Linked DNA regions of Zea mays: region 1 is linked to region 2. A link is a contact called in public Hi-C data. All regions are on one chromosome and are shown on one strand. The core of a region is the stretch at or near the end of the contact, and the rest is flanking DNA. Distances in the headings are between cores, read along the strand shown.

Region 1 (5,748 bases), core at 1,743-4,242, 590 kb before region 2:
TGCCATTGTAGCACGGAAAGTTGAGTTTCTGAAAAACGCAACGACTGATCGTGATGATGCTCCCCTGTCCCGAGGTGGGAGGAGGTCGACAAGGACCCCGATAGCGTGCACGTGGATTCCAGACGTTGGATAGCATGGGCGTTGGCCTCCATAGACGTCTGGAGGGACTTGATGGACACGACCTGGGTGTCCAAGGTCGCTTGCAGGGCGTTGTTGTTGTCCCTCATGGTGTCGATGCGGGGCGGGGATGAAGGCGCGACGGATGATGTAGCAGCTGGCGGGGGCGACGAGGAACAAGACGAACTGGATCACCTGGATCGTGATACCAGGTTGTCAAGGGCGTCAGACGGTAGAGTAGGTGGCCCTCGGCTACGTAGATCGTAGCCTCGGTCCGTGTTGGGGCGAGGTTTTACCCCTTAGCGCCCGGTTGTTAGAGAAGAGACAGAATAGGATAATTTTTTTTTCTTTCCTTCAAATGACGACTTACAAAGACTCTTATAGGCCATGGCTCCAACAAATGACTCCTAAATTGTAGGATCCCTTGATTTGCTTTCCTTTAATCTAGCCACTTTCTAAACCGATCCCTGCAGCCCCAGCACTTGCGTCGCCTTGGCGATCTGCTGCGTGCCGCACGTCTCGGGCCGTTGCCCTTCTATATGTGCGGCCTTACATGACAGGTTAAGCATTCTTCATAACTAGCAGCAGGATCATTGTTCATTAGCTTTGCGGGTTCCATAGCTGAGAGCTCCCCTAGGTTGTTTATGCTTGTTGTAGTACGAAAAGTCCAAACAATGTAATTTACACGGTTAAGGATTTAATTTAGTCCAAGGCTTGGTGATTTGTTGCTGACTGCTTAACTTAACCAGACGCTGGTTGTCTGTGCTTTGATGGTGAGTACTAATACTCATGTTCTTTGTCTGTTGTTTCAGGTTGCGGTTGAGCTTCTGGAAGAGAGCTGGTAGATTAGAGTAGACTCTGACAACCATTCCTGTGCGTATGACTTTGTTCTGTCTTGTCAGATGTACTTGCTGGGCCTCCTGCTTGTAGCACCGCCTCTGCAGCAGATCTATAAGACTGTGATTTCCAACTTGCCATTTTTTTTTATTCAGCATGTATGTCATGGTGATGTGGCTATGGCCAACTCTGAAGCTCTCATGGAGGTAGTGAGAAGTCTGCTGATCCACGTAGCATCGCAGTGGACATCAACAATGCTCTCCCGGATGGAACCAACTTGGCTTTATTTTTTATTTTTTTTGCAACAGGATTTGGTTTCACAAGCACTAGAGATTCAGGAACCTTAACATGCAGTGAAGCGACCTAACTGGAACTCCGGAAAGCGACGTCTCAAGTGGAAGCCAGAATGGACATATCAATATTTATTGAGTGAGGAATGAGAACAAACGATTTGACTTGAGCTGAGAGCCTGAGACGTGCAAGCAGCTAGAGTGGCAAAAAGGCCAAGCGAACCACTGCATAAGGGTAGGTATGGTAATGGATTACAATTCAAATGTTTCTTCATAACTAATTAGGAGTCTTCAATAATTTTAGTTTAAAAATAAATAGAAATAGAGCTATATTCGATTCTTAAAATTTATAGTATATTACCATCCCTATCCGAGGTTGATCAACCCTTCCATTTGTAAGGCAATCTATAGCAGACTTTTTTTTTTATCATACCTCCTATCCTACTTTCTATTTTAAATTTCATTATATAAATAGCATAAACAGTGTTTTGCATAATTATATGTACGATCTGTTGACCAGAGCCTAAAGGTGTTAAATTAGTTAGTGATGCGCAAGCTAAACCTGAGAAAAGTTCATGTTGAGTGGTAGACATTGCATAACCTCTCATGCCCCCATACGTGTTGGCTGCTGACCATGACAGTGCACGATTTCTGTATTTGACTAACAGACTAAAGTATAACTAGGAGTGGAGATTCAGTTTGTTATGGCATATAGTCTTGGTTAGATTAAATAGTTTTAATTCTGCATTTGTATCAGTTAGCCGACATAATTAATTCTATAAATGGCTATTCACCCTCTTTAGTTTGCCATCTCTTCCTACAAGTGGTATTAGTGCATGATCTTTTTTATTTGTGGTTTTAGTTGACTCGAGAGGATGACGACTAAGACCTCGTTCGGTTGGCCCGGAACAGCCCGTTCCATCCCGATATATTCAGCCCAGGTTAAAACATGAAGTATCCATAAATGGTTGTTCGGATATGGGCAATTCAGAATAAAACCAAGTCATTTCAGTCCTTTTCACCCTCTCAATTGTTTGAATTGGATCCACACCTACAAGCCTCTGGAATCAAACCAAATCAGATCTTTTTACGTTCTAGTGAACCACCTGGATCCACTTCATCCGGCGCAGGAATGAAAACATGCCTGTTTTCGAGTTGGAAGAAACGAACGAGCCCTAAAGGATCCGAACCATAGGTTTTTAATGGCACACGGTTTATGCGATGAAGACTTAAGATATTTTCACAATATTGATAAAAAATACAGTGGATTGTAAACATAGGCTCTTCTAATCTCTTGGATGAGAAGACGAAAGATCTCATCCAAGAGGAAGAAGAATGCCTACACTTCGAACAACGAGATACTAACATTTTATATTGATCTTTGAGTAAAGGTGTATTTGAGGGTATCATGCACAAAGAAACTATCTAGAGATGGCAATGAGCATGAAATATCCGCGTACCTGTGGATAATAAACCATGTGCGGATGCAGGTATAATTTTGTATCCGCGGGCAAGTATAAGGATACAACAATAAACCTAAAGGATATTTTTTAGCGGGCAAAAAAAAAAGTACCCGCACCCACATATCCGCTAAACTCGCTCCAGAAACCTGACATGCGGCCCGTATTAGGGAATAAATATAACAAAAATTATGTTTTCATCTCCATGCTCCCAAGTCCCTGCCGCAGCCTCCTGCCTCCCACGGCGTGAGCCACCGCCCACCAGGTTGTGCGCCCGCGCCGCCGTAAATCTGCTCTCTAGGACGTTGCTGTGGCTCCCGTGTGGCCGACTGGCCGTATCCCTCTCGACGACGTGAGCCCCTGCCGTCCCACCTCCCCTGTTGGAACGACGAAACCTACCAGAAGGCAGAAGCAGAGGTCCTTGGCTTCCTTCTTCTCCCCTACCCGATCTCTCGAGTCTGTGACGACCTTGGCCCTAGGCTCTCTTCCTCCTGTCAATGTCATGCGCTAGTGGCTTGGCAAAAGTAGAGGTCCCTGGCTCCCTGCTCCTCCCCTACCGTCAGCCGGCAAGCCGGCACCTAACACAGCTTAGGATTTCCTCCCCATCCAACAATAAGGTGAAGAACTAAATATACTGTGTGGATTTGATGTCTTATCTTTGTTGTTCATGCAAAATCAATATACTATGTGTATTGTCTTTGATTTAGTATCATGTTATTTTTGTGGAAAATAAACATGCATGCCCGCTGGTATCCTCTACCCGCAGATAGAGGATATGGGTAGGGATGTAATCGGATCGGATACGGACGGATATTACTAATATTATATTTGTTTTCATTTTTTTGTTCGGATTCGAATTCGGATATCTTCGGATACGAATACGAATACGGATTGTCTCGGTTACGGATACAAATTGTCACATATCGAATACGGAACGAATCGGATGCGAATATCTTCGGTTACGAATATTTTTTCGGATATAAAGACACATCATTCATTCATATATAGCATCCACATTCAAATGTCACAACCGATCAGTCTAATAGACAGATAAAGCTAAGTAAATAGGCAAGCAGTCATGAGCGTGAGCCATCAGCATTGCTAAATGATAAGTACTGTACTGCGTACATGTCACAATAGAACTAGCTACCAGCTAGCAGCCAAAATGTCGTAGCAGCTACCAGCTAGCGCCAAAATGTCACAATAGTACATGCCTCTCCAAAATAGAACTACATTGTCATTACTACATTAAGGATTAAGTGTAGCAGCTACCAGCTAGCGCCAAAATGTCGAAAACCAAGATTTAAGCATCATCTTAGGCTTCGGAGCACTGAAACTTGTGAAACAGACTCCCATGAACAGCTGCAGAAAAATCATAACTCCATATCGCTGCCCTCATCCTCACTATCCTCACCATTTCCTTCATTGTCAGCTTGGTTCTGTCCCTACAGATAGTGCATATTAAATTGAAACATAGTATGTCAATTGTCAACAACAGCAAGTAATTGAAATAAATACTAACCTCTTCAATTGTCGAGCTATATTCATTTTCATCTGCCATGAACTCCTCAACAATTGATGGTACCTTGTCATTGCGATCTAAAAGTGATAAGATAAAATACTTAGCAGCAAGCAAAACAGGAACAAGTATGTACTGTCAGTTTTACCTTTGTTAGATGCAAGATTCCAGTCTCTGGTACAAACTAATGCCTCCACAGTCTCATGCTCTAAACGGCTGCGATATTTACTCACAACACGCCCACTCGAACTGAAAGCACATTCTGAGGCCACAGTAGAGACTTGAACAACCAATACATCACGAGCAAGACGCGAGAGAACAGGATATGTAACTTGGTTGGCCTTCCACCATGATAATATGTCAAATTGTAGACCTTTACCAGTAGGATCAACCCATCGAATTGGTTTATCTTTCATGTACACATCCAATTCATTTGTTTCACCTTAGGCTGCATCATTATCTTCATATATAAACTCGTCAATGTCAGTATTTATACAAATTGAGTTAGATGTACTTGCAGCAAGATCAGTTTGAGTAATAGAAACATCACGTGTACTGCTCAAATATGATTGGAATAATTGGTTCACAACATCCATAAAGCGAGTGAGTTCCGCGACAGCACTGTCCTTATAAATCTTCAACATGAAATATTCTACCAATTTTTTCTTGTATCTAGGATCAAGAAAGCAAGCCACTGCAAGAGCTATGTTGGACTTTTTCCAATACTTATCATATTTTTTCTGCATTGCTTCGGCCATAGAAGCTATAGTGATATTGGCACTTTCACACCATTCTCTAAGTGCTAACTTTATCTCATAGAACTTCCACCAATAGTTGCAGAAAATCGACAGGAACATCCTCAAGCTAGCTTCAGGATCATACTTGAAATTTTGAACAATAGCATTGTTACCTTCACCTTTCTGAACTTGTAGTTCTTGCTGCCCTCTATGTATGTAGTGCCTTGATGTCAAATGGTTCCAGAAGATAGTTGTGCCCCTCGATGATTCACCACGAGTTTTGAACTTGCACTTCTTGCATTTTGCCCAAATTTGTTCCTCGGTCTCGCCCTTATCTCCCTTCTCTGTACAATGGACATGATAAAGTAGTCCCAAACCCCAGAGGTTTGTCTTTTTGGTTTCCTTTTCTTTGTATCAGACTCTTTCACTCCAATATCAGTTGTTCTTTCTCCATCTTCTCCTTCTCCAGCTCCATTAACTGGAGTTGTTTCTTGCACAGCCACAGCCAGGGTGTTCGCAGCAACAAGGGATGCTCCAGTGCTTGCGCACCCACTGCCACTTCCAGATGCCATGCTACATCAGTAAGATTCAATTTAAAAGCAAGTGTTATAGTCAGTTTAACAACAATTAATCACCAGTGAATGCTGCACTTGACTAGTGAGAGTCATTTGAATGCTACAACAATTTAAAAACTGCTTTGACACGATACAATCCCTCAAAGCCAGCGTAGATAAACGTCGACGATTATGGGACCTTACAGCACCGCCGTCGCCGTAAGCGGACCAAGA
Region 2 (6,099 bases), core at 1,133-3,632:
GTCGGGCGGAGCGGAGTTCGCCGTCTTCAGGGGCTGAGCCCAAGTCCGAGCCCTGGGTCGGGCGGAGCGGAGTTCGTCGTCTTCTAGGGCTTAGCCCGAGTCCGAGCCCTGGGTCGGGCGGAGCGGAGTTCGCTGTCTTAAGAGGCTGAGCCCAAGTCCGAGCCCTGGGTCGGGCGGAGCGGAGCTTCCTATGGCGCCTGAGGTCGGGCCTGACTGCATGTCAGCCTCACTCTGTCAGGTGGCACTGCAGTCGGTGCGGCGCAGGCGGCGCTGTCCTTCTGTCAGGTCGGTCAGTGGAGCGGCGAAGTGACTGCGGTCACTTCGGCTCTGTCGACTGAAGGGCGCGCGTCAGGATAATGGTGTCAGACCACCTTTGCATTAAATGCTCCTGCGATTTGGTCAGTCGGCGCGACGATTTGGTCAGGGTCGCTTCTTAGCGAAGACAGGGCCTCGGGCGAGCCGGAAATGTGTTCGTCGCTGGAGGGGGGCCTCGGGCGAGACGGAGATCCTCCAGGGTCGGCTGCCCTTGTCCGAGGCTAGGCTCGGGCGAGGCGTGATCGAGTCCCTCGAATGGACCGATCCCTGACTTAATCGCACCCATCAGGCCTTTGCAGCTTTATGCTGATGGGGGTTACCAGCTGAGAATTAGGAGCCTTGAGGGTACCCCTAATTATGGTCCCCGACATATATACTAATATATACTAACATTAAAAGATGGCAAAGTTCAGTTAAGCATTTACTTAACAAGCAGATATATATTTAACAAGCATAAAATCATGGACTTCTGAGTACCCTTATGGTTGTAGCTATAGGAGTACAATTTGTCCAGACTCCAGACATTATTATTTGTCTGATTGAGATGTAGAGATTGTCTAGGACCAAAGGAACTTTGCATTTGAGACTTACAGACTTCAAAATGCCAGTTTCAGATTTCTACTTACCGAAAATATCTTATGTACATTCAGTTCACACTTGGCAACATGTTTCTGGTCATACTAGTACAATTCATAGAGATTACCAATACTTAGCTAGGATCAAGGGAACCTGGCATGGGAGGATTCAGGTAGATGGATGTAACATACACATTTTTTATATAATTGTGTTAAGCAAAAAAAAATCTTTTATATGACTGAACATGTTATTATGTAGCTTAGTTGTCTTGTCGATTTTTTTCATCCATCTGGCCTTATGATTCTCATGGATGCACATATGAATAGTTGTAAAAAACAAACATATATAACTGACTACTTATGAATAGTAGTTATCTTACAGTGAAAGCCAGTGAATTTTGACATCAGTGAGTACCATCAAATATTTGATTGGAGGTTCCAATGCAAAACAAGGGTGCTGCACGAAGTAATTGAACAAAAACACAAGATATCTGGATGCAAACAGAAAAAGAAGCACACTATTTTACAACTAACACAATCAGGAAACAGAAAAAAAATAAACAGATATGTACTTAACTACACACAATCAGGCCAACAACTAAACACACTCAGGAAATTAAGACTGTACAAATAAGCAAATATGTACTTAGAAATAGAGGAGTATGAGGTAAAGACTGGCCTGTGTATGAGGTATTAGCGAATCTAGGTCAAGCAGCAAATCTAGGTCAGGGGGAGATGACCTTGCAACAAGACCGAAGGATTAGTATAATCGAAGCAAAAAAAATACAAGAAAATATTAAAGAACAATAGATCTAGATGGGGGACAAACCTGAGAAGATGCGATTGTTGCTGCGGTGAGCTGATCTAGGATAGGGAAAGTGTTCACTCGCAGATGAGAGCCAATCGAGGTCGCAGGAAAAAGAAAGAGAAGGTCGGGTAAGTGCGAGCTCGTCCGCCGGGTCGAGAGAGAGCACGACAGCAGAAGAGAGAGGCGAGAGCAGCAGCTGCGGCAAACCCTAGCGTCCGCGGCTACGGCTGAGAGAGACGAGAGAGAGGCGAGAGCCGCAGCTCCGGCAAACCCTAGCCGTCGTCTGCGGGCGACGAGAGAGGCGAGAGAGAAGGCGTCAGCTGAGGCAAACCCTAACCAAAGTCGGGCCAGGCCGCACTGAAAACCTAGAAACCTCACGTTTGTACTCAGCCAGGCCTAAATTTGTTTCTGGCTCGCCTCAGCCAGACTGCCGAGCTAGGCCAGGCAACCAAACAAATCTACACTGTACAAAACAGGCCTGGTTATGGGTTGGGCCGGTCAACCAAACACATCCTATGTGTCTCGTGGTGGCCAACTAGACATGCTTATTTGGCCATCTGTAGCTGTAGCTGGAACCAAACGTGCGGTGAATCTCCGACGATCATGGCCGACGACGACTGGTTGATGGCGCCGATTCACGGGCTCACGCCCCACGTGCCTCGATCGGACATTAGGGCTCTCGTTTGGTTCACGGCCCACGCGTGTGCTCTCCTCGCAAGGCCGAGGCCAAAATTGCGTAGGGCGCTCTTGTGTGAGCATGGCAACAACTTCGGTCTTTTTTCAAGCATTTCTATATCAGCACAAAATGTTGTGTACGATCGTCTCCCACTTGTGGGGTCGTAAAAATCTTTTTAACAAACGTTTACAAGACATGGAAAATTCCCCCAAAAAATCAGAATATGCAGAGGGGATGACGGTTTACAAGCTTACAGAATTACTGGGCCATACTTGACTTCTTTTATCAGAAAAGAAATTTAGAAAGAGCAAAAGGAGAGGGGCGAAATTTCTTTCTCGCTGCAGCTAGACGCCCAACCACGTCGCGGAATACGACGTACGTCTTGACGTTCCCAGCGACAAATCGCTCTTCCTGTTGGCCTCGGTGACCGATGAGCTCTGGCCTGCACGCATTTTCTGAAGACGTTAGCAATGTCTGAAACTCTGAACAGAAGGGCAGCATAGTAGGCTCTTAACACCATGCAGCCGAGCAGAATGTGGCTCTGTGATGAACGTAGTTGAAGAACTCGCAGTTCACCCTGATCCAACCGCAGACATCGGCAGGCAAACGTGGAAACTGAAGACTGAAAACCTGAAGACGACGGACATAAAGGAGCAGCGTCCATTTTGTTTAACCTTCAGACACTTGCAGGAACCGTATGTTTTGATGTACTCATTGACATGACTGATCACCCTAGTGTTGAGGGTATATTGGAATGAAAACAGGGCAACTGATGAGTTGGACTTTCGGTGAGGGAGAGGGAGTCCAAGAAAGGGCGGACCTGGAAGTAGCTATTGCATCTTGGCATCCTAAATTATCTGCACGAGAGGACTGAGAATAGAAGGAACCTTTTTTTGAAGGAGTGTTACTTATAAGAAAGCCTAGGTTCAACAGAACAAAACACGAACCAGGAATTGGCCCCACTAACACACACCACTAGAGAGTTACAGGATAACAAAGGAAAAAGCGTTAAGCTCACACAAACACCCACACTCCCTTCCAGCCTCTACGCAACAAAGTATCAACCCACCCAACACCAGCTCGGCCTCAGATAACCTCGATGTCAGACACCTCTCCTAAGGCTGGTTGGAAATTACACAACCAATTCTTCAGGGAGCTGATCAAACACCTCACCTTCTCTAAATCCTTTTGCTTGAGGAGAGACTTCCATTTCTGCAGAAAAGATATGGCGTTATATAAGATCTCATGTGGGCTCTTAGGAAACCGCTTCTCCATCGCCATCCTATTCCGATTACACCACATGGCCCAAAACAGCCCTGCAAACTTGAAAATATAAAGGTTTTGGTCCCCAAAAAAAAAATCTTCCACCGATCTGGAGGGGGGTTCAGACCAAAGACAAGGTAAATGCAACCCCACACGTATTTGGCTAGTACACAGTGGGCGAAAATGTGTTCAGCAGTTTCAAATTCTCCACAAAGGGAGCAAGAACCGCTTCCTTTCCAAACCCTTTTTTCATCTCCATCGCCACTTGGATTTTCCTACTATAAAGTTGCTAAAGGAAGATCTTAATTTTCAAAGGTACCCTGTACTTCTAGATTATACCATGAATGTTTTTAGTGATTCCCCCATCGGTTCTAAATCTGTAAAGTGGTTTTGTGGTGAATTTATAAGACTTATCCAAAGCCCACGATACTGTGACTCCTCCTTGAGACTAGGTGTAACCCTGAAGGTTGGCACAAAGTTCCTTCCACTCGCCAAATTCGGAAGCCGTAAGAGCTCTCTTAAAATCCACATTCTAGCTACCATCTTCCAAACAGTCAGCTACCAGAGCCTTTTTGTTCTCGCAGATGTCAAAAAATCTAGGATATCTTACACTGAGAGGCACCTCGCACATCCAAGTGTCAAACCAGAAGAGGGTTCCTTCCCCATCTTTGACTTTATTCACCGCCCCCACTGAAAAAGATGTTTAACTTTGTGTAAACCTTTCCAGAATTGAGAAACCATCTTGATTTTGGAGACCAAGAAGTTGTTATCTGGCATATATTTAGCTTTGATTATTTTCTACCAAGTGTCTTTGGAGCCTTGAGATATTTTCCAGATCCACTTCACCAGCAGACATTCATTCATGTTTAACATATCAATGACTCCAAGCCACCTTGGTCTCTCGGCCTAGTAATCGAATCCCATTTAGCCATGTGAACTATTTTTATCATCGGTCCCTTGCCAAAAAAATTAGCCCGACAGGATTTCATTTTTCGGTGAATTTCTTTGGGCAAAAGGTAGAAACCCATTGTGTAAATAGGAAAATTACTTAGACAGGAATTCGTCAAAAAGTCCCCCCAAAGGATAGGTGTTTACCCTTCTTTTTCATGGGGAGAGATCCCAACGCAAAATTGAACATATTTTCCATCCTTTCTTTTTTCCTGCTGCGAAAACCCAAACCCATACACTTCACTTTTGTGAAAATTTATCCTCAGCCCAAACAACCATTCGAAGCAATAAAGTATGAGTCTCAAGTTTATAATAGACCTATCTGACCCATCAATCATTATCACTGTGTCGTCTGCATACTAGATGTGAGAAATGCCCCTCGAAGGATATCCCCAGTACCCCGGAGATGTGACCTTTGTCAACCCCTTCCTCTAACAACACACCGAGCGCATCCGCCACAAGATTGAATAGAAGAGGCGAAAGAGGATTGCCCTGCCTTAGCCCTCTAAAGGTTCTAAAAAAGTTGCTCATCTCATTGTTGACATTTATACACACCTTGCCGCTATAGGTGACAATTGACTCTAAATTTTACACTATAAGATTTAAGGATCGAATTAGGACCAGGCTCTATTTCTATTCATTTTTGAACTAAAATTTATTTAGGGCCCTACCATTTTGTGAAGAAGTATTTGGATCGTGATCTATTACCACCCCTACTTGCTGCCCTTGACAGTCCTCATCACCATCTCAACCCATTTGGATGGAAGATTCTTGGAATTCATGATCTCCTCTAGGAAATCCCACATGACTTTGTCGTATGCTTTTTCAAAGTCAATTTTCAACAATAGCCCCTTCTTCTTTTAGGCTTTCAGCTCATGCAACACCTCGTGCAGATGACGACCCTTCTAAAATGTTTATGTTTTTAAGAAACTTGTCTGATTTCCTCCGATGACCCCTCTTGGCTACCGAGGAAAGCTTATTTGTAAGACCTTTGGTGAATATTTTGATGTCTACATTTAGAAGACAAATGGGCCGGAATTGTTTGATGTTATTGGCCTCCTTGACCTTGGGGATGAGCCTGATAACTCCATAGTTCAGTCGATGAACGTCTAACTTCCCTTCATAGAAATCCTTGAACATCTTCAATATGTCCCTTTTAATAATATGCCAGAAGTTTTTAAAGAAAGCCGCACCTCCAAACTCATTTGGTCCTGGTGCAGCGTCCACGTCTAAATTCTCAATAACTTGAGTGATCTCTTCTTCCCCAAAGGGCTTTGCAAGAGATTCTAATTCCTCCCTGCTAAGCTTTGGCCTCCTGATCCAAAAGTTTTCCCCTAACTTCATGTTGCAAGTGACAGTTGGACCAAACTAAAGTTTGTAAAATTCCACAAAGCCACCAACTCATTCGATTCCCTGATCTCCCCGTCTCCCGTTTCCAATAAAGCAATACTGCACTTCCTCATTCGCATGTTTGCATAAAGGTGAAAGAATCTAGAGTTAGAATCCCCTTTCAA

What was found. A called contact is a pair of places that touch in the nucleus more often than the background predicts.
Region 1: a Hi-C map of tassel shows a contact between it and region 2, with 7 times the contacts expected there. The contact joins two enhancer-like sites. A contact is called at or near these places in 2 of 25 Hi-C or Micro-C datasets (ear and tassel).

What each region holds. Positions count from the first base shown.
Region 1 is chr2:143,862,520-143,868,267 of Zm-B73-REFERENCE-NAM-5.0, reverse strand. It overlaps LOC100276786, which reads left to right. Exons shown (of 3, transcript NM_001150497.2): 3 at 930-1,119. Among protein-coding and RNA genes, the nearest start is that of LOC111590831, 16 kb to the left of the region's middle. Within about 2 kb of position 2,992, at least 8 of the 20 cell types and tissues checked have an H3K27ac peak or open chromatin away from gene starts, as enhancers often do. A contact at or near this core is called in ear and tassel, where this site is marked.
Region 2 is chr2:143,275,139-143,281,237 of Zm-B73-REFERENCE-NAM-5.0, reverse strand. No RefSeq gene overlaps it. Among protein-coding and RNA genes, the nearest start is that of LOC100281622, 74 kb to the right of the region's middle. Within about 2 kb of position 2,382, at least 7 of the 20 cell types and tissues checked have an H3K27ac peak or open chromatin away from gene starts, as enhancers often do. A contact at or near this core is called in ear and tassel, where this site is marked.